Regions from separate parts of the Sus scrofa genome. Here all the other regions are linked to region 4. The links are chromatin contacts, called in public Hi-C and HiChIP or PLAC-seq maps. All regions are on one chromosome and are shown on one strand. The core of a region is the stretch at or near the end of the contact, and the rest is flanking DNA. Distances in the headings are between cores, read along the strand shown. Region 1 holds the start of DPF2 (zinc finger protein ubi-d4). Region 2 holds the start of SLC22A20 (solute carrier family 22 member 20). Region 3 holds the start of CDC42EP2 (cdc42 effector protein 2). Region 4 holds the start of POLA2 (DNA polymerase alpha subunit B).

The links. Hi-C and Micro-C count contacts between places; a contact is called where the count stands out from the background. HiChIP or PLAC-seq counts read pairs in DNA pulled down with a chosen protein or histone mark.
Region 1: a contact with region 4 is called in an H3K27ac HiChIP or PLAC-seq map of alveolar macrophages. The contact joins the promoter of DPF2 here to the promoter of POLA2 in region 4. A contact is called at or near these places in 3 of 5 promoter capture datasets (fetal liver, fetal skeletal muscle and liver), 12 of 47 Hi-C or Micro-C datasets (adipose tissue, alveolar macrophages, epiblast stem cells and 9 more) and 2 of 2 datasets of contacts at active chromatin or transcription factors (alveolar macrophages and skeletal muscle).
Region 2: a contact with region 4 is called in a Hi-C map of epiblast stem cells, with 1.7 times the contacts expected there. The contact joins the promoter of SLC22A20 here to the promoter of POLA2 in region 4. A contact is called at or near these places in 1 of 5 promoter capture datasets (liver), 26 of 47 Hi-C or Micro-C datasets (adipose tissue, alveolar macrophages, blood and 12 more) and 2 of 2 datasets of contacts at active chromatin or transcription factors (alveolar macrophages and skeletal muscle).
Region 3: a Hi-C map of retroperitoneal adipose tissue shows a contact between it and region 4, with 2.4 times the contacts expected there. The contact joins the promoter of CDC42EP2 here to the promoter of POLA2 in region 4. A contact is called at or near these places in 3 of 5 promoter capture datasets (fetal liver, fetal skeletal muscle and liver), 22 of 47 Hi-C or Micro-C datasets (adipose tissue, alveolar macrophages, brain and 12 more) and 2 of 2 datasets of contacts at active chromatin or transcription factors (alveolar macrophages and skeletal muscle).

The regions. Positions count from the first base shown.
Region 1 is chr2:6,883,159-6,888,778 of Sscrofa11.1, forward strand. DPF2 (zinc finger protein ubi-d4) reads right to left here and starts at 3,390. Exons shown (of 11, transcript XM_003122537.5): 1 at 3,184-3,390. The coding sequence starts at 3,215.
Region 2 is chr2:6,993,986-6,999,070 of Sscrofa11.1, forward strand. SLC22A20 (solute carrier family 22 member 20) reads right to left here and starts at 2,254. Exons shown (of 10, transcript XM_003122540.3): 1 at 1,306-2,254; 2 at 1,110-1,213. The coding sequence starts at 1,680. It overlaps CAPN1 (calpain 1), which reads right to left. Exons shown (of 22, transcript NM_001348784.1): 20 at 4,992-5,085; 21 at 4,608-4,666; 22 at 3,528-4,294. The coding sequence ends at 4,268.
Region 3 is chr2:6,900,736-6,905,884 of Sscrofa11.1, forward strand. CDC42EP2 (cdc42 effector protein 2) reads right to left here and starts at 3,305. Exons shown (of 2, transcript XM_003122538.5): 1 at 2,736-3,305.
Region 4 is chr2:6,948,983-6,954,110 of Sscrofa11.1, forward strand. POLA2 (DNA polymerase alpha subunit B) reads right to left here and starts at 1,307. Exons shown (of 18, transcript XM_013994111.2): 1 at 300-1,307. The coding sequence starts at 378.

The DNA.
Region 1 (5,620 bases), core at 2,140-4,639, 64 kb before region 4:
AGTCGGGAGTAAAAAGACCTGGTTTGGCTGCAAGTTATCACGTAAGCACAGACATGAGTCAACCCACATGGACCTTCGGTTCTTGTGCTATAGATTGGGGAGGCTGAACTTGGATAAGCTCTGACATATTCTACAAGAGGGAGACTCCTAGCATGAAAAGCTGAACAGAGCAAATTTCTGTTGCTTATGTCCATAACTCAAGCTACATCAACAAACCCTGCTCTGGAATTTGAGGGGGGCTTTCACTGGGCAGCCACAATAGACCACTAAGGCACAGCTTAGCACGTTCCCAGAAACTGAAAGCCACACACTGCACACAAAGCAGTGAGACCACAAGATAGTCAATGAGCTGTAATGACTGTAATTTAAGGCAGGCATGAATCCTGTGTTGGAGAGTAGAGAGAAGGGAACAGGCTCATATTTGCTCGCCTTTAGGAGGCAGCCCTGTCTTGACTAAACAGAGGAAAATTGGATAAACAAGGCTAAGTGCAGCAGCTCCTTTGTTTCTGCTGATGGGAATTGATACTGACGCTGCAAGTCAAATGGAAGGAAGGGCCAGACAGGCTGAGAGCTGCAAATTCAGAGCAAGGAGGCTGCAAACAGTTTGAGGGGGATGGATGAGGGATGTCCTATCAGCGCTCTTATGAGTTAAGCGGGATTTCAGAAGGTGGGGCAAACTGTCTCCTGAGTAACAGAGCTGAGAATGAAACACACGTTGGAGGGAGAGAGGATCTGATGAAGACAGAGCAAGAGAGAATGGGAGAGATCTCTTAAGAAATTTCAAATTAACATCATTCTCCAGATCTCAGAAGGTTTCAAAACCAGTCAGCAACCGCAACTCTTTATACTATTATTTTGACTTAGTAAGATCCCTTAAAGGATTGTTTGAATTCTGACATCACATTTGGGAGGGGCAGAGAATTTACAAATAGGAAAATTCTTCTCCTAGAAAAAGATGCGAGTCAGAAGAAATGGAGCTAGTAGTCCTGACCTCCTTGCATAACCTCAGCTGTCAGAGACTAGGCACACCATGATCCAGAGAAGCGTCAGAAAGACACCTCTTTCCAGGATGGGCATGGTAAGAGGAGAATGGAAGTCTCTTTTTAAAGGGCAAGTTGTTTAAAACTGCATCAACTGTAGTTGGCTTCTCATTACTAGTACTCAGGAATCAGTGGCTGGTGACCCTCACAATCTCTATAGCTCTTTAAAGAGAAATAAGAAGTCATGCTCTGTTTAAACGGGCAACCCTTCACTCCCAACATCACATGAAAGGGTTAGTAGCCCTATTTACAGGATGAAAGTCTTCCAACATAAAGACAAAGAATCTCATTACATACAATTTGTTTTTTTCTCTCTCTTTTTTGTCTTTTGTCTTTTTAGGGCCACACATGAGGCATATGGAGGTTCTCAGGCTAGGGGTCTAATCAGAGCTACAGCTGCGGCCCACGCCACAGCCATAGCAATGCAGGATCTGAGCCGAGTGTGTGACCTACACCAAGCTCACGGCAGTGCTGGATCCTTAACCCACTGAGAGAGGCCAGGGATCGAACCCGACACCTCACGGTTCCTAGTCAGATTGGTTTCCACTGCACCAAGACGGGAACTCCTCATTACATATAACTCTTAAATGAAGTCTCAACGAATCTTGAGCTCACAGCTAACAGCTAGGCAAGTCTGACATTCCCCCAGTACAGTAACGTTTCCAAGGTAGAAGCTTTGATTCTTTTTCAAGAAGCATGAAGTCTGTGTAGAACCTTCCCTTACAATGGGACAGGGGGAGTCAACAAAGAGAAAGGCAGGGAAACAAAGAACATCTGAGTCAGGCAGGATAACTATATAAATGGTAGATCAACAGCGTCATTTCTAAATTGAGGGAAATGTCAGCTTGAAGAGAGAGCTGGGGAAACTGGAGTGGGCAGATCAGAGAGAAAGATAATAGTGCTGGGAGGAGGGGTGGTTGAAAGAGGCAGCAGGATGGAGCTGAAAGCAAGTTTAAAAACAACAACAACAACAACAAAAAACCCCCACAAGAACAGAAGGAGAAGGCACTTAGCTTAATGGAAGTGGGAAAGCACTGGCAAAGAAAAGGCTCCAGGCAAGAAGAGGCAGAGCGGCACCGCACCCTTAAAAAGGGGCCCTTGGGGGGCTCAGCCCACCACCAAGACAGAGTTCCCAAACCTTTACCTTGTCATCCAATCAAAATCCCAAAGCCCTAACTGGACAACTAGACACCTCTCAATCTTCCTACCCTTGCACCAAGCCAAATTTACGCATTAAAAAGGAGCTTGCTCTATTCGCCCACGGGGCACGGAGCTGCAAAACTCATTCAGATTCTTCCTCACGGAGGGGGCTGGGTTAAATCAAGTCTCCAAGCATCTTTAACTCACAGCTAACGGGATTCTCCATTTACCGAACAACCATGAACTTTAACTTCGCTCGAAATCTGTCAGCCCAAGAGTATTGCATAGCCGGGCAGCCGGGGCGTCCGGGGCTCTGCATCGGTCCAGTGCCCGCTTTTGGTGGCTGGGATTGGCCGGCACAGAGGCCCTCTCCCCTGAAGTTCTTTCCCCTCAGTACCAGCTCTGCAACAAATTCTCCCCCGGAATATTCTTGGCCTTGGGTACCTGACACTCGAGGACCACCCCACCCCCCCGCCCGCCCGCCCGCCCCGGAACGTCACCGAGCTGTTTAGAACAAAACAGCCCAGCGGGGCTTAACGGCGCGAGGGCTGCGGAGCCTGCTCCCCCAGGGCCGGCTGCGGGCGGCCGATGGGGAGGGGTCGGCGGCGGGGCGTTGCGGGGGCTCCGGCCGCTCCCGGGTCCGCCCTCGGCCCGGCTCCACCGGACTGAGGCGTCTCGGGAGCGAATCCGGGACTGTCTTTCGTAGGCGACCAGGGCGCCATACTCTGGAAACCGTCAGCCCGAAGGGAGCGCCCAGACCGCACAGCCCCTCCGGGAGGCTGCCCGTTAGGGGCTCCCGTGTGCCCCCCTCAGGGCCTCCACAAGTTTCCAAAGAAGAGCAACGTCTCCTCCGGAGTCTCGGGTTGTCCTCCCCACTAGGAGTCGCAACATGGCCTTCCCAGGCAAGGCCCTCTCTCCGCCTCGTCCCTTCCCGCACCGCCCCCTACTCCCAGGCCCCTTACAAGACCTCCCGGCCTAGGAGGAAAAGAAAACGGCCACTCACAGCTTCACTACATTTTCCACCACAGCCGCCATCTTCCCGGCTCCTCTACCTCAGGCCGGGAGGCCCGGAGAGCGCAGCGCGCAGGCGCCGGGACCGCACGGGGAACCAGTTTCCTCGTCCTTCTGCGCAGGCGCCGCCCGGGAGCGCGCCCGAGAGCGAGCTGCCGAGAACGAGCTTGCCTGTTGGGGGCCGGGGAGCCGAGGAACTAGTGCGCAGGCGCAATGGAGACCGAGGCCGGGGCGGCGCGAGGCTCCAGCTCTACCTCCGCTTCTGACGTGTAGGGGAGCGGGAGAAGGGAGGGAACGTGTAACATGGTCCAGAAATGAGAAGGTGAGGGCTTGGTGAAAACTGGCAGGCCCGGAGGTGGTGTAGGTGAAGCTTATGCGTCCTGCTACCTCGCAGACCTTTAACCTCGTGGTTAACCCTTTGCCCTCACTTGCTGGCCAGGGGTTGGTGATAGTAGTAGGGCACAGTCCTCTTGAGCTGCCAAACACGTGCCCATTTTAGGGAAAGAAAAAGCAACTCCCAGAACCTGACGTTCTTTGGCCCGAATATTGGACTGTGACAAATTTGCCCCCATTCCTGCCTTCAGCTTTATCGGCGCCCAACTCTTCTCCCCTGCTTCCTGCTCCTAAGCTCATTCCCTCCACTTAGGCGCCGAAGACTATCCCTCTCTCTTGTGTACCATTCATTTCTGCTTCACTGCTGAATCATGCAAATTCGTTTACAAACATGACTTAAAATCCTCTTTTAAAAAAGCTCATGGGGCCGCACCCGCGGCATATGGAGGTTCCCAGGCTAGGGATCTAATCAAGACCTGCAGCCGCTGGCGTAAGCCCTAGCCACAGCAATGCAGGATCCGAGCCTTGACTGTGACCTACACCACAGATCAGGACAGCGCCAGATCCTTAACCCACTGAGCAAGGCCAGGGATGGAACCCGCAACCTCATGGTTCCTAGTCGGATTCTTTTCCGCTGCGCCGCTACGGCAACTCCTAAACTTTTTGAAATAGAGAGAAAATCATTGTATGTAAATGTAATATTAAATATACATATTAAACATTATTATTTAGCTTTACTCCTTTTTAAATATATTCAGATCCCAGTGGGAAACAGGTGCACAAAGAAGACGGTTCATTACAAAGGGGGTGTTAATGAGTGTAGCTGGGTCTGGAGGGACACCTGGGGGGGGACAGTTGCCTGGGGGTGTGTAGTAGCAGAGAAGTTTGCATCATAAGCCCACAGAAATGCAGGAAGAGGCACCAGTGGGAAAAAGGAACTATCAGGGGAGATTGGTGACCTCCAGTGAGGGCATATCCTGGCTGAGGTGCCCTTGCAGGAAGTGAGACTGAGAAATCCCTCACTCTCCCCCTCCTCCCCATCCTCTGATCTCTTGCTGGGCTCCCATTGGCTGAACCCAACCGGAAACCAAAGCCCAAGGGAACCCATAGATGTTCCTCTACCTAGGTCACCTCCTGGGGAGAGGGTAGGGGAGAGAAGGGTGGGAAGTGGATCTGGAGGGACAAATTCAAATGTTTTTAAATGATTTATATCCTCACATATTAATTTTGAAATATTGCCTATGTCAACTATAGCATTTCCTCAAACTATTTTATTTTATTTTTATTTTTATTTTTTTTGTCTTTTTGCCATTTCTTGGGCCCCTCCCGCGGCATATGGAGGTTCCCAGGCTAGGGGTCTAATTGGAGCTGTAGCCGCAAGCCTACGCCAGAGTCACAGCAACGCAGGATCCGAGCCGCGTCTGCGACCTACACCACAGCTCACAGCAACGCCGGATCGTTAACCCACTGAGCAAGGGCAGGGACCGAACCCTCAACCTCATGGTTCCTAGTCGGATTCGTTAACCACTGCGCCACGACCGGAACTCCTCAAACTATTTTACTTGAACTCTCTTCATGCATTAGTTTTGTTTTCATCACTAGAGCCATCTTTGAGTCACCTAATACAGTTTTAAGAAATCTTCACTTTTTAAATAAAGAACTTCTAAATCTTAAAAAAAAAAAAGCTCATGTCTGCCTTTGATTATCAGCTCATTTCTTTTTGCCCTTTCAAAGTAAATATTCTGTTTAATCGCCCCATCTCTTTTTCCTTTTCTTTTATTTTTAGGGCTGCACAGGCAGCATATGGAAGTTGCTGGGTTAGGGGTCAAATCAGAGCTGCAACTGTGGCCAGATGCCACAGCTATACCTGGCAACACCAGATCCCAGCTGCATCTGGGACATACGCTGCAGCTTTTGGCAATGACGGATCCTTTTTTTTTTTTTCTCACTTTTTATTTTATTTTACTGTTTTGTCTTTTTTGGGCTGCACCTGTGGCATAGGGAGTTTCCCAGGCCAGGGGTCGAATCAGAGCTGTAGCCGCTGGCTTACACCACAGCCACAGCCACTCAGGGTCAAAGCCGCATCTGAGACATAT
Region 2 (5,085 bases), core at 1,004-3,503, 46 kb after region 4:
CTGTTACACCTCAGAGGGGTCCGGGGCCAGGAAAGCAGGGCCAGAGCACTGAGCCATTTGTGAGACTAGATGTCCAGAGCCGGAGCCCCAGCTTGGCCAGGCGGGCAGCACGTCCTGTCCCCACACCCCGCGATATACCCAGTCCTTCCTTCCTTCTGTTACACGGATGTCCACTGACCACCTCCAAGTGTCAGGCCTGAGCTGGAGGCTGGTGACAAACCAGACACTGTGGATAAGAAAGGCTGGATGTGTCATAACATGGGGTGACCGGGGCTGTGATAGGATCTGGGTCTGCCGTCCGAGAGGGACCCCCAGAACTGAACAGTGAGAGGAGGGGCTGCGGGGAGGGGAGAGAGAAGGGAAGAAAGGGAAAAGACGACAGAGGGTCGAGGGGGCCGGGGAGCCGACTCCTCAGGCTGGTGTGAGATGCGTTCCCCCCGCGTCTCGCCATCCTCATGGGCCTGGGAGCTGTGGCTCATCCACAGTGGGATGCAGCCTGGATGTGGGCAGGTGACAGGTACAGAATCATGTGTACCAGTCATTTTATACAAATATGCCAGCATTTGTATAGCAAAGGTGGGGCAGAGCATATACACACATTTGCTTGGATTGTATAAAATCATAAAGTCTCTCTGTAAGATACATAGAAACCAGGCTGCTTCCAGAAATTACTGGAGTGAGAGACGGGGAACGCTTCCTGCACATTTTCTTGTACCTTCCAGAATTTTTATTTATTTATTTATTTTTTTTTAGCGCTGCACCTGCTGCATATGGAGGTTCCCAGGCTAGGGGTCGAATCAGAGCTGCATTTGCTGGCCTAGGCCACAGCCAAAGCAACGCCAGATCGGAGCCGTGGCTGTGACCTTCACCACAGCTTGCGGCAACACCAGATCCTTAACCCAATGAATGAAGCTAGGGATCAAACCCGCATCCTTGTGGATACAAGTCGGGTTCGTAACCCACTGTGCCACAATGGGGACTCCCTTCTGGAATTTTGAACCCTGTGAACGTATCATATGTATTATCTCTTTTTAAAATACATGGATACACTTTAATAAAGAAAAATTAAGAAGCTCAGGAGACTGGGACCCTCACCCCCGAAGGCTCACCTGTCCGCAAGGCTGCCAAACACAGCAGCGCCCACCAGCACCCCGGTCATGTAGATGGACTGAGCCAGGTCGCGGAGGGTGCGGGCCTCGCACACCAGATCCCACTGCAGGGGTGGGAGGGATGCTCCAGTCTTGACCTCTGGCGGCAGCACCCACCCCCACCCCAGACCACCCCAACACCCCGGCCCCCTCTCACCTCCGTCACAATGGTGGATGGGAAAACGCTGCGGTCGTAGACCCAGCCGTCGTGGCAGCCCTCCGTGGCCGCCCCGTGGACAGAGGCGTTGGGGCTCAGAAGTGCCCACTGAGGCTTTGTGAAGCGCCGGCACGGCTCGGGGGCCCCAAGCCGGTCCAGGGGTACCGTGGCCCTCAGCCAGGCCCCTGAGTCATTGTCGGTGGCCACCGTGTGGTTGGCGGGACTTTGGCAGTGGTGGCGGGGCACGGCGGCCGTGAAGTTTTGCAGGAAGTTGTGGCAGGCCAGCAGGCAGCAGGGCAGCAGCAGCAGGGCAGTGTAGACCAGCTGGAAGCGACCCACGCCACCCAGGGCGTCCAGCAGGTCTGTGAAGGCCATGGCCACGGACCTGACCGGAGGCTCAGCCTGCAGAGCCTTATGTAAAGGGGCTGGGACGGGGCCCTGGGAGGTGGAGGATCAGGCCGGGGTTAGGACCGCAGACGCCCCGTGTCTGAGTCCGGCAACTCAGAGGGGTCCGGTTACACCTCGCAGGTGGCCTCGGGCGTCCCCATGCCTGCAGGGCGTCCCCTCCTGCCAGGCGCTTTCTCCTGCCTTCTCTCACTCTCACCTCCCAGGGGTCCCAGAGGGCCACCCCGAAGCCCCCTGCCCATGGCCCTCTCGGCGGGGACCCCAGCGCCATCTCATCCTCCCAGCTTCTCTGGAGGCCACAGTGAGGAACTCCAAGAGGCCACCTCCAGCTTGCCTGTCACTGGGCTCCACCGAGGCCAGAGTCTTAAATACTTGGTCACCTGTGGCGGGGGACCAGCAATTATAGCTCCTTGCCTCTCCCCACACTTCCCAGGAAGTTGGGGGCCCGCACAGGAGACACTTGGGAAAAAGTCCTTAAAAAAGGACCAAACAGGAGTTCCCGCCATGGTGCAGCGGAAAATGAATCCAACTAGGAACCATGAGATTGCGGGTTCGATCCCTGGCCTTGCTCAGTGGGTTAAGGATCCGGCGTTGCCATGAGCTGTGGTGCAGGTTGCAGATGCAGCTCAGATCCCGAGTTGCTGTGGCTGTGGTGGAGGCCGGCAGCTACAGCTCCGATTTGACCCCTAGCCTGGGAACCTCCATATGCTGTGGGTGCGGCCCTCAGAAGACCAAAAAAAAAAGGCCCAAATATATAGCTCTGGGGACTATATCTAGTCACTTAGGATGGAGCATAATGTGTGAAAAAAAGAATGTATACGTGTATGTGTGACTGGGTCACTTGCTGGACAGTAGAAAAAGGACAGAACACAGTAAACCAGCTATGATGGAAAAAATAAAAATCACTAAATTCCAAAAAAAAAAAATAAAGGCCCAAATAGGGCAACCACCGCCACCTGCACTCAGGCGGGGGGCCTGTGGGGAGTTGGGGTGTCTGCTCATCCAGACCCACAGTGTTCCCGCCCTCGCATCAGATAACCCAGTACAGAGAACTGGGCGGGTGGGGCCCCGTGCACCTGCCCCCTTCTCTGCCACCCCCATCCCCCAGTCCCTCTCACAAACCAGCCCAGGCTCCCCCGGAAGCGAGGGGCCACTCCCCTTACTGAGGAGGCTGCTGAGGGCCAGTAGGACCTGGCCCAGGGACTCCCAGAGACAGAAGGCAGGCTCAGGACTGCCTGAGGCTCTGCGCTTCTAGCTGTCAAGGGCGGCCCTCACCTGGGCTCCAACAGCCTTTGCCCTGCAGATGCTGCCCCAGGTTGTGGCTCACCCCTCCCCGCACTGTCCCACCCCCACCTCTACCCCCACCTCAACCTACTCTTATCTCTGGTAAGAACAGCTGGGACCCCAAGGGCCTGGAGCAGCTTACATAAGCTGCAGGTGCCTGGGTCACAGGGGCAACTCCCCTCCCCACCCCAGAAGACTTAAAGGAGGCTCTGTGTCCTGGGGAGCTGCCTGGGGGTCAGGTTTGAGTTAAGTAGGGGTTTGGGTTTCAGCCAGCGCCTCACGGGGAAGGAAGGGGGTCAGGCCTCCAAGGCTTAGAGGACTGGGGCGTGTGGGACCTCAGCAGGGCGGCCCTGTCCCTGCAGGGGGGTCCCATCCCACCCCCAACTCCCAGATGCCCAGGACTCCAGCTGGGGTTTGAGCCTCCAGGCAGTGAAGAAGGGGAGGAGGGTGGGGCAGGGCAGCATCTGCAGGGCAAGGCTTGCTGTGCCCTCCTGGGTCCTAGGTTTAGGCAGAAACACACTCCAGAGACAAAGGTGGGGCCTTTTCCTTTATTATTTGGGGCTTCTCTGCATGGAAACATGAGATGTCCCCACAACCCCGCCACGTCCGGGTGCCTCTGGCACCCTCACAACTGATAATCAGTCCCCACAGAGTCCCCTTTAAAATCACCAATATAAAAAAGGAAGGGGGGGGCCAGGAAGCCTGGCCACCTCCCAGGCCAGGCCACCCCTGGTTGGCAGGTGGGGACAGGGCTGGGGGGCAGAGAGGGGCATCGGCTTTTGCACAGGAAGGAACAGGCGTTCCCAGCCCCCAGGGAGGGGCTCTGCACGTCTAGACCGCAGACTGTGCAGAGCTAGTGGTTATCGTGTAAAGTCTGCAGGTGAGGCCGCGGGCGGGGCTGGATGGGTGGCCCCTGGAGGTGGAGGAGGGGTGAGGACACATCAGGATGTCAGAGGCCTGGGGCTGTCAGTCTTCCCGAAGCCCCAGAAGCCCCATCCTAGGCAGGAACAAGCAAAAGCTGCCTTCCTAGTGCGGCGGCCAGAGGGGCTGGGGGAGTCCATCTGAGCCCGCGGCCAGTGGAGGCAGGGAGGGCCACACAGCTCTGCCCAGAGCGAATGAACCACGGCGGTGGGAGATGAGGGGACAGGAGGACGAGGCCACCTCCTGCTCCCAGGAAGGCACTTGCAGCTGGTGTGGCCTGGTGTGGCATGGCGGGAAGGCATGGCTTGGCAGACGAGGGCAGAAGAGCACAGCAAGGGGCCCGAGCCCCACCTCATGCAAACATGGTCAGCTGCAACCACTGCGGGCCAGAGAGGGCGGAGAGAGGGGTCAGCCCGGGGCAGCTCACGTCCTGCCTCTCAGAGCCAAGGCTCGGGAGCCGCCGTCTCCTCGCCCCTCTGAGGGCAGGAAGGAGAGGCAGTCTCCTGCGGGTTGGGGGTGCACTCTCTCACCTCCTCTCCCCGGGAGCCCAGCCCTCCCTCCTGCCCCCCTTCCCAGAACCCAGACATCCCTTGAAGGACTCAGGTGGCCGCAGGCTCTGGCCCAGAGAGGTTAAGAAAACTCCTTTGCCTCTGAGCACCCACCCTCCCCATCCAGCCAGAGGACAAGCCCACCTTAAACAAGTCAAAGGTCACAACTCCATCCAGATCTGTGTCCAGAGTCTTGAAAAATCCTGTGTTCGGAAAACGACGATGGGGCTGAGAACGCAGCGGGACAGCACCTCCTGCCTCCTCCAGCCCCTCCCCTCGGCACCCCAAGCTCTCGCAGCACCCTTACAGCCGGGGGCGGGGGGTGGGGGCAGCTCTTCCTGCTGCCTGAGAGCCCCCCTCCAGAGGGCCCTCCCCAACTCCCTGTCTCAGACACTCAGCCCGCCTGGACCCCCACGCAGAGACCCCGGCCCCTCTGGCACGCGCCGCAGGGCGGGCCTGTGGTTCCCACATGCTCCAGGGGGATGAGACAGGCACGGGGTTGGAGGGGACGCTGACAGGGACACTCACGGAACATGGTCTCCAGCCGCACCAGGCAGCACACGAAGTTGTCGAAGTCCACGGCCAGGTCGGGCTCCGAGTAGCGGGTGATGATGAGCTCAAA
Region 3 (5,149 bases), core at 2,055-4,554, 46 kb before region 4:
AAAAAATAAATACACTCTGGAGGGGTGTCATATGGGTTTAACAGAAAAAGGAAGTGAGGCAAGCACTCCCTCTGGTTCCCATGGTGGGGGATTGGCCCCATAGTAGAATCAGAGCACAAAAGGCAAAGAAACTTGTCCAAGGTCACCCAGCAGGTGTCCAGGTGAGCCCACCTACCCCAGGGGGCTGGGGCTGAGCAGGTGGGAAGTGGCTGGGGAAAGGTGGAGCAGGAGAGGGGAGGCCTCTGCTAGTTCCTCTGCCCCATCCTTCATTCTGAGCAGTGAGAGGGGTGGGCAGGAGGGAGCAGGAAGGAGGATGCAGGAGAGGCAGAGTCCCAGCTGCTCTCCCTCTCCCACCCCAGCCCAGACCCTCACTCAGGAAACCCCACCCCAGGACCAGACATCCCGGGTCAGTCATGCTGAACCACAGAGACCAGACATCTTGCCCCTCCCAGAGCACCTGCAGCTTAACAGGAAACAAAAGAATGAGTCTCCGGTGGCAGAATTCCAGCTAAGTTTGGAAGGAGCTGGGGAAGGTGGGGGGAGGCCAGGAGTGCTCTGAGGTCTTGGAATCCCATCATTCATTTATCTAACAGATAATTATCTGTGTCCCCCACGCCAGGTCTAGGGGCCTATCTGGCCCCTTGGCAGGCGAGGAGTCCTGGGCTAGCTTTTCTTTCCTTTCTACTCCCGGAGAGGGCGGCTGAGTGGTGGGATTTGCCCAGAACTTGGGCCAGGCCTTCCCCCCCTCCATCCTACAAGGGCGCCAAGACAGCCTGAGTGTTTCCACAACAGATCTGGCGTCCCTGACAGCTCCCTCGCTCTGAGCCAGATGTACCCACCCAATTCCAGATGTGGAGAGCACTGAGGCTGGGGGGAAGGGTTGGGCCCCTGTCAACCACCAGGGGAGAGCTGGGAATTGCAATCATCAAGCCCCAAGGATTCAATTCGGATTTAGCAACCACCAGACCCCAGGCTGCAGCTCCCCTAGTATGGTTTCCATCATAACGCTCCCAGACACAGCATAGTGGGTGCAATTATTGGCCTCTGCAGAGGCAGAAGCTGAATCTCAGAGACATTAAGTAACTTTATTAATGTCATCCAGCTAGTAAGAGGAAGAGTGGGCATTGATACCTAGCTAGGTCCCAATGGCTCTGATACAGTGAGCCATGCCAACATCTGCAAGCTGCACGGGGAGCAGGAGAGAAAAAGGCTCCCAGCTGGGCCGGGGCCGCTGGATCCCTGGCCACCACCATTTAACTCCTACCTCTTGGCCGCCCCCTCTCTCAACTTGCTAGCATGCAGAGAAATGGGAATGAGGTCTCTGTCAGGACAAGGCTTAGTGAGAGGGGTGTTGGGACAGGTGGCTCCCTGCAGCTTTGGGAGGAGCAGAAGGGAGCCATCCCAGCTTTGTGGGCTTGTTCTGGAAGGATCCCTGGGCCTCCTTTAGAGAAAATGACTTCCTGAAGGTAGAGCCTCTCCTTTCACAAAGAATGTTAGGCCACTCCCCACCAGGGATGCCAATAAAGCCAACCTCTGACCTTCAAATCAGGAGACTGACCTTGAATCTATCTCTACCTAGGACTCGCTCTAACCTTGGGCAAGACCCTTCCTCTCCGGGCCTCACCTTCCTCATCTATGAAATGGGATGACAATAAAGCCAACACCAGGGACCCTACTGTCATACTGCAAGTGAGAGAGAGCCCCGATGGGCGACAGACAGGGTTAGCGGGTCACTGTCAGCCCCGTTATTTATCCAGCAAATAGCTGTAGGGCTTCCTCAAGTATTTTGGTTCTCTGGGGACAGCGCTCCAAACAAGACCGAAAATGAACAGCCCCTGGGCGGAAGGGTCGGTCGGCGCTGAGTCTCCCCTGCTGGCCACGAGGTCTCCCAGCGTCCCTAGGCGGAGCGGTTCTCGGGTCCGTGGCCACTAGGTGGCGCGCGCGCGCGCTCCCTCTACTGCCCCGCGTCCGGGAGGAGACCCTTTGCGCACCGGGGTCCCCAGCGCTTCTAGCGCTCCCGGCAAGCTCCCTCCCAAGGAGCTGCACATTCGCTAACCAGGTGCGGATAGTCCGCGGGATCTTCTTCTCTTGGGAGCGCCCTAGTCTCACAACCAGACAATAGGGGAGAAAAGGAGCGATCAGGGACGCTGCCCGGGTATCCAAACTCAGGGAGGAGCCTCCCCCGTGCTTTCCAGCTTGGGCGATGTCCGAGTGTCCGCTCGGCGCGGGGCCAGAGCTCGGACATGCGGCCCACGCCCCTGGCTTCCGCGGGTCGGGCTCCTCAGCCCCAGCTCGGGTTCCGGAGCCGACCCCTCCCCGCCCTCTTTCTCCCGCGCAGCCCAGCTCAGCCCGGATTCGTTTCAGGACACTCGCGGCTAAGGCTAAAGATAGGAGGACACCTCACCATTGGCTAAAAATACGACCCCAAGCTGGGCTGCGGGAGGGCATTCCCGGGTCCTGGGGGTGGGGCGGGGGCTCTGGCGCAGCGTGGAGGGCGGATCCAGGAGTTCGTGTTCGGGATGCGCAGCGCCCCGCAGGCCGAGGGGGGCGCGGGCGTGGCTGCCAGGACCGAGGCTCGGGTGAGAAACACCTTGGAGCCCGAGGCACTGGGGTAAGGACCTTGTGGAGGTAAGTCGGGGGCTGGGGCGCGAGCTGCGATAGGGCGCCTCAGGATGGGCCTCTCGAGTGACCCTCCAGGAGCGCGGTCGGACTACACAGTCCCCACCTGAACTCACCTGGAGGCGCGCAGGCGGCGGACGGGTGGGCGGCAAAATCTCCGGAGCTGGACCGTGCGGCGATGGGACCGACTAGGGCTGTGAACTTACAGTGCGCACCGTGGCCCCTGAAGCCCCGCCCCCTATCCGTGGAGCCAATGCGGGGGCCGCAGCAATCAGGTCCCGCCCACAGCCCCGCCCCACTCCGGGGCGAGCCTGGGCTCCCACTTGGGAGGCGCGGCGCTGGGGTCCAACAGCCACGCCCGCCCGGGCGTCCGGTCCAAACTCTGACGGCTGCGAGCCAGACTGCGTCCGATGCCCGGACTGGATTCCTCGAACTCCGGCTGTGCGGGTCGGAGCTAAAACTATCGGTTCTGGGAGGGCAGCAGCTGGAAGACTGAATTCTGCAGAATTCACAGAGCGTCCTTGGACGAGTTCCCTCCCTGGAGGGCTGGGTCGGGGAGGCGCCCGCACAGTGTCTTCAGTGACTCCTAAAGAAATAAATGAGGCCTCGAAGGCACTCACGTTAAAATATTACAAACTTCCAAGAGCTTTCAGGAGTTTTGCCCCTCCCTGGAAAAGGGGGCATTGCGGGTGGACCTGCAGAGTGGCCTGGCCACACCCATATTTGTCAACCGGCTAGATGGCTTCCGGGGCGGGGGTGGGACCCACACTTGGACTCATTACAACGTTGGTTGATTGGCTGGAAGGTTGGTTGGTTCATTTATTCATTCATTCGTTACTAGAAACATTTACTGGAAGGCAGGCCCTACCCAGGCAGGCTGAAGGGAACTCAGCCCTTGCCCGGTTCAGCGATTGAGCAGATACTTTGGGGGCATCCATTAAGTGTCAGACACTGTTCTTGTCGCTGGGGATTCAGCCCCTCTGGTCTGGGACCTACTGTCCAATGAAGGGAGATGGAGGAAGCCCCGGTCCCCAAGTACACAGTGATACTCTGCCAGGTGAGCAAGTGCTAGGAAGAGCGGGTGACAGCTGTGACAGTACACTGCGACCAGGATGGTACATCCTGTACGTGTGGGAGGGGCTCTTAGGGAGAGAGGGTCAGGAAGGCATCCTGAAGGAGGAAGGATGCTGGGGGTGGGGGTGGGGGTCAGCCAAGTTGGGGGGGAGGAAAAGATCAGGAGAAAGGGAGTCAGGTAGGCAGAGTGATAGCCCCCCCCCAGAGATGTCCCGGTCCTAGTCTCTGGGACCTGTAAATACAGAGTTTTGTTACATAGAAAATAATAACTGAGGTTGCCCATGCAATTACAGTTACAAATCAACTGACTTTACTTTCTTTATTTACTTTTTTCGGCCATACTCTAGGCATATGGAAGTTCCCTGCCAGGGGTCAAATTGGAGCTGCCATAGTCAATGCCAGATCCTTAAACCACTGTGCCCCAGTGGGAACTCCTCAACTGGCTCTAAACTAGAGAGTTTTTTTTTTCCCCCTTTTCTAGGGCCGATTCCCACGGCACATGGAGGTTCCCAGGCTAGGAGTTGAATCAGAGCTGTAGCCACCAGCCTACGCCAGAGCCACAGCAATGTAGGACCCGAGCCGCATCTGTGACCTACACCACAGCACATGGCAACACCAGATCCCTAACCCACTGAGCAAGGCCAGGGATTGAACCCGCAACCTCATGGTTCCTAGTCGGATTCGTTAACCACTGTGCCATGGCAGGAACTCCTAAACTAGAGAGATTATCCTGAACTGTCTGAACGGGCCCAGTGTAATAACAATGGTCCTTAAAGGTAGAAGAGGGAGGCAGGAGAGTCAAAAAAAGAGATGTCCTGGAGTTCCCGTTGTGGCGCAGTGGTTAACGAATCCGACTAGGAACCATGAGGTTGCGGGTTTGGTCCCTGCCCTTGCTCAGTGCGTTAATGATCCGGCGTTGCCGTGAGCTGTGGTGTAGGTTGCAGACGCGGCTCGGATCCCTCGTTGCTGTGGCTCTGGCGTAGGCTGGTGGCTACAGCTCCGATTCAACCCCTAGCCTGGGAACCTCCATATGCCGCGGGAGCGGCCCAAGAAATAGCAACAACAACAACAACAATGACAAAAGACCAAAAAAAAAAAAAAAAAAAAAAGAAAAAAGAGATGTCCTGTCTTTGAAGGTGGAGGAAGGGGCCACAAACAAAGGAATGCGGGCAGCCTCTAGAAGCTGGAAAAGACCAGGAAACAGACTCTGCCCTAGAGCCTCCAGAAGGAACACAGCCCTGCTGACTTCTTGATTTTAGATTCAGGTTGGACTCCCAACCCACAGAGCTGTAAGTTAATACATTTGTATTGTTTTAAGCTGCCAAGTTTGTGGTGATTTTCTACAGCAGCAGCAGAAAACGAATACAGAGAAGTTTCAGATTTTTTTTTTTTTCCTTTTCTAGGGCCGCTCCCACGGCATGTGGAGGCTCCCAGGCTAGGGGTGTAATTGGAGCTG
Region 4 (5,128 bases), core at 57-2,556:
TGCTTGGTTATCGAGGCTTAAACAATTTCCAAATTCGGAGATGAGAACCTGGCACGTCCCAATTTCACCTTTAGGAAACTGCGTCGATTTAAAATTGTGCTTCATATTCTTTCCTTTGAGCTGGGATCCAAGCAGTACCCTGTGAGCATTTCAAAGGCCCCACACGCCAAACCTCAAAACTCAGTTTAACTCACCTCACAACCCCCCGGAAGCGCCTCCCTTTGGGTTCTAGGCGATTGGGAACACGGAGCGAGAGCGTGGGCCTGGGCTGGGGCCCGGGGAGGGGGCAAGGGACTCACATTTGTCAATCAGAGCATCCTCGCATTCTAGGCCGAAGATCTGCAACTCCTCCCGCAAGAGCTGGGCGGACACGGCCATGATGACCCAGGACGGGGGCCGGGGCCGAGCCCACCCAGCTCCGACCTGACGCCAAGAAACCCACGGCCGTGGAGATCGATGAGCAGGACGCGGTTCCTCCGATCCTTTCGCTCTCCGGGGGGCTGAGACCGAAAGTGACCAAATAATCCAAGACCTCAGGCGGTCAGAAAGCCCTGGCCGTCAGTCTCAGAGAAATACTTTTTATTTTCTTTTTTTCCCGAAGCTCCCAAATGCCTGAAGGAAGGGAGCAGAAATCTTGAGAAGTCACTCTTCTAGGGGAGAAGGCCCTACTTCCTAAAAGCCACCGGGGAGCATCTCTGTGACGGGAGAACCGAGCAGGCCGGAAAAACCCGCCAAATGGTTTGCACGGCGCGCGCATGCGCGAGGCCCGCTCAACCCCACCCCTTCGCCTCGACTTCCTTCTCTCTGTTCCCGGACTACGCGCGCGCACGCGCGTCCGAGGGCGCGTGCGCACGAACGCCCGCACGGCGGATCGCGCGTGTGCGCCTGATGGTCGGCCCGCCCTACCGCGGCTGCGCAGTCATCTTTTACTGGGCTCAGAAGAGAGGCGCGGGCGCGCTGTTGCCCGCTCTCACCCGCTCCCTGCATGGAAACCGCGGTTCTGTACCAGTCGCGGATGACTCTTCCGGCCACCGTCTGCTCCGCGAAGCTCTGTGATGTATGCTTGTCACCCTTTTGTCCGTGCCTTCGTGCGCAGGCCGTGGCGTGTACGTGCCTTCAAATGTCTCAAACATTCTGTGTCCAACACGCGGGAGAGGAAAGTCTTGTCCCTGCTCTTGTCTCCCGCGTCATCTCTGCATCATCTCTGCACTCAGCGCGACTTCCTTAGGGAATCTGGTTGCCATGGTTATCATCGCGGCTACCACCAGTAGTCACAGCCACAGTCGTATAGGTCTATTTTCTGGAGCCCAAATCTCCATTGGCTCAGCTTAGATCAAATAACGCTAGGCATCATACTTGGCTAATGGGATGGTAGGTTGGTAGAGTCTCTAGAATAAAGTTCGGCAGTATGATATCAGTTATTAAGATTGTTCATTCTCTTTTGACTTAGCATTTCTTATCCTAAGAAAACCGGCCAGAATCCAAAGTTTTATAAACAAAGATGCTCATTTTGTAATTTACAGTAAAAAATAAAATAAATGGAAACTGAGTATCCGGGGAGGAAAGTACAGGCTATCACTAGAACAGTGATTCTCAAGACCTCACTACATGGGGAGTTCCCATTGTGGCGCAGCTCTAAATGAATCCGACTAGTATCTATGCTGATGAGGTTGGATCCCTGGCCTGGCTCAGTGGGTTGGGGATCTGCCCCCTCTCTCTGTGAGCTGCGCTGTAGGTTGCAGGTGCGGCTCAGATCCCTCGTTGCTCTGGCGTGGGCCAGCAGCTGTAGCTCGGATTCCACCCCCAGCCTGGGAACTCCCATATGGCCAGAGTGCAGCCCTAAAAAGAAAAAAAAAAAGACTGCACTGCAGAGGCCAGAGACACTTAGGGAGCATTTTAGGGCATACGATGAGGGAAGAAAAGCCAGGAAGAGTCCTGTCTTGGCCTCAAACCAACCATGTGAAACAGGGTGTAGTCTGCATGTAAACCACAGTTGGGGGAGGGCTGGAGAGGGAAAACCATCTTAGGCTTCTTTCTTACTGGTAGGTACAAATGGCAGAGGGTGGGAGCAGTTCACCTGGGTACAAGCAATAAAGCATATATTTGTTTTCTATTGCTGTGTAATTATTTACTGTAAATTATTGTGATAATTTAACCCGTAAATTTAGTGGGTTAAAACAGCATTTGTTTTATTTGTCCACAGAGCTGTAGCTCAGAAGTCTGGACACAGCATGTCTGCATTCTCAGTAAGGCTGAAATCAAAGTGTTGGCTAAGTTGCATTCCCACAGAGACACTGTTTTTAAAGGGCTCCTGTTGTTAGGTTAGGACCACTTTCTTTCTTTCTTTCTTTCTTTTTTTTTTTTTTTTTTTGTCTTTTTGCCTTTTCTTGAGCTGCTCCTGTGGCATAGGGAGGTTCCCAGGCTAGGGGTCCAATCGGAGCTGTAGCCACCGGCCTACGCCAGAGCCACAGCAATGCCAGATCCGAGCCGCGTCTGCGACCTACACCACAGCTCAGGGCAATGCCAGATCCTTAACCTACTGAGTGAGGCCAGGGATCCAACCTGCAACCTCATGGTTCCTAGTTAGATTCATTAACCACTGTGCCACAGTGGGAACTCCAGGACCACTTTCTTAAGATCAACTGGTTTGGGAATATAATTACATCTGCAAAATCTCTTTATAGCAGTGTGAAGAGGGCACTGTTCCAGCAGAAAAAGCCATTGACCCCAAAGAGCACAACAAAGAAAAAAACAAAAGAGGAAGTTTTAGGAACAATGGCATGATCTGTTTTGAAATATAGACTGCCTGGAGCTCCCGTCATGGCTCAGTGGTTAATGAATCTGACTAGGAGCCTTGAGGTTGCAGGTTCGATCCCTGGCCTCGCTCAGTGGGTTAAGGATCCGGCGTTGCCGTGAGCTGTGGTGTAGGTTGCAGACTCGGCTCGGATCCTGCATTGCTGTGGCTCTGGTGTGGGCTGGTGGCTACAGCTCTGATTAGACCCCTAGCCTGGGAACCTCCATATGCCACAGGAGCGGCCCTAGAAAAGACAGAAAGCCAAAAAAAAAAACAAAACAAAAAAGGAATGCCTTCAACATTGGGTATAATTTCATTCATAATTACCGAAATATGTCTCAGAGTGGAGAGTTAGCAAGTCATCTGCACTGGTGTGAAGTAGGCTAAGAACAATGCTGCTCACCCGCTTTCCTGTTCTGAATTCGGAGCTGTCTGTAATTATCTGCATACGGGGGGATTATCTGCATCCTTGAGGGATGGGGGAGTCCAGCAACTGGTTCTGAGCTCTTATGGAAAGCTTTCAAGAGCATGTCAAGACCCTCTCTAGAATGTGGGATTGCTTATCATGTGTTGTACTCAGATGACAGGGAAAAAGCTCATTCTACATCCTGTTACAAATGCTTAGTGGCCATTGGATTTCCTCTACAACTTGCAGGTTTCCAGCTTTTGTCCTTTGCCTTTTCTTACCAAGTAAGCAGGAGCTGTTTGTATATCAAAGACCAGGGATTGCAAACTATGGCCCTTAGGCCAAAGTTGACCAGCCACCTGTTTTCATAAGGCCAGTAATAAAGAATAGTTTTTACTTTTTTAAATGGTTGGAAAAAAACTAATTTTCCGGAGTTCCCATCATGGCTCAGCGGTTAATGACCCAGACTAGCATTCATGAGGACACAGGTTGAATCCCTGGCCTTGCTGGGTGGGTTAAGGATCTGATGTTACCATGAGCTGTGAGATAGGCCAGTGGCTATAGCTCCCATTCAACCCCTAGCCTGGGAACCTCCATATGCCACAGGTTCTGCCCTAAAGAGGCAAAAAAACAAAAAAACAAAAAAACAAAAACCCAAAACTAATTTTCCATGATGTGTGGGAATTACAAGAAATGCAAACTTCAGTACCTATAAAGTCTTCTTGGAACACAGCCATGCATATTTGTTGATGAACGGTGTGTGGTTGCCTTTGTGCTACAGAGACAGACTTGAATAGTTGTGACGGAGACCTTGTGTGGCTGTTAAGCCTCAAATATTTACTGTCTGGCTCTTTGCAGAAAATGTTTGCAGATCTCTGCCATGGACAATAACCACTGTCCATCAGATGTATTGCATACATATGTTCCCCAACCTCTTTTTTTTTAGCGAAAGTATTTTTATTTTCCTCCAGTTTTATTGAGATATAATTGACATACAACATAGCATAAATTTAAGGTATACAATTGACATACAACATTGCATAAATTTAAGGTATACAGCATAATGCTTTCACTTACCTCATAAAGTGCTTGCCACAGTAAATTTTGTATCGTCTCATATAGATACAACATTAAAGAAATAGGACAAAAAAATTTTTCCCTTGTGAGAACTCTTAGGATTTACTCTCGTAACAACTTTCCTGTATACGGTACAGCAGGATTGATTATATCTGTCACATTGAATATCCCATCTTTTTTTTATTTTTATTTTTTTTTCCTGTCTTTTTGCCTTTTTTAGGGCCACTCCCAGGGCATATGGAGGTTCCCAGGCTAGGGGTCAAATAGGAGCTACAGCTGCCGGCCACAGCCACGGCCACAGCAACTCGGGATCTGAGCCGCATCTGCAACCTACACCACAGCTCACGGCAACACCGGATCCTCAACCCACTGAGCAAGGCTGGGGGTCGAATCCAAATCCTCATGGATACCAGTTGGATTCCTTTCCGCTGCACCACAACAGGAACTCCCCTGCAGTCAAATTCTTAACCCACTGTACCACAGTTGGAATGTCAAGTGTTTTTTGTGGTTTTTTTTTAAGTGGTCATGTAGCTGTGATTTTAAGCAGTGTGGTCCAATACCCATGCTCATTACATAGTGTCTCGCATTAAAGAAAAATAATATAATTCCCATCAAACCTTGAAAAAACCCTTAATATCCTTGGAGTTCCCGTCGTGGCGCAGTGGTTAACGAATCCGACTAGGAACCATGAGGTTGCGGGTTCGGTCCCTGTCCTTGCTCAGTGGGTTAAGGATCCGGCGTTGCCGTGAGCTGTGGTGTAGGTTGCAGACGCGGCTCAGATCCAGAGTTGCTGTGGCTCTGGCGTAGGCTGGTGGCTACAGCTCTGATTGGACTCCTGGCCTGGGAACCTC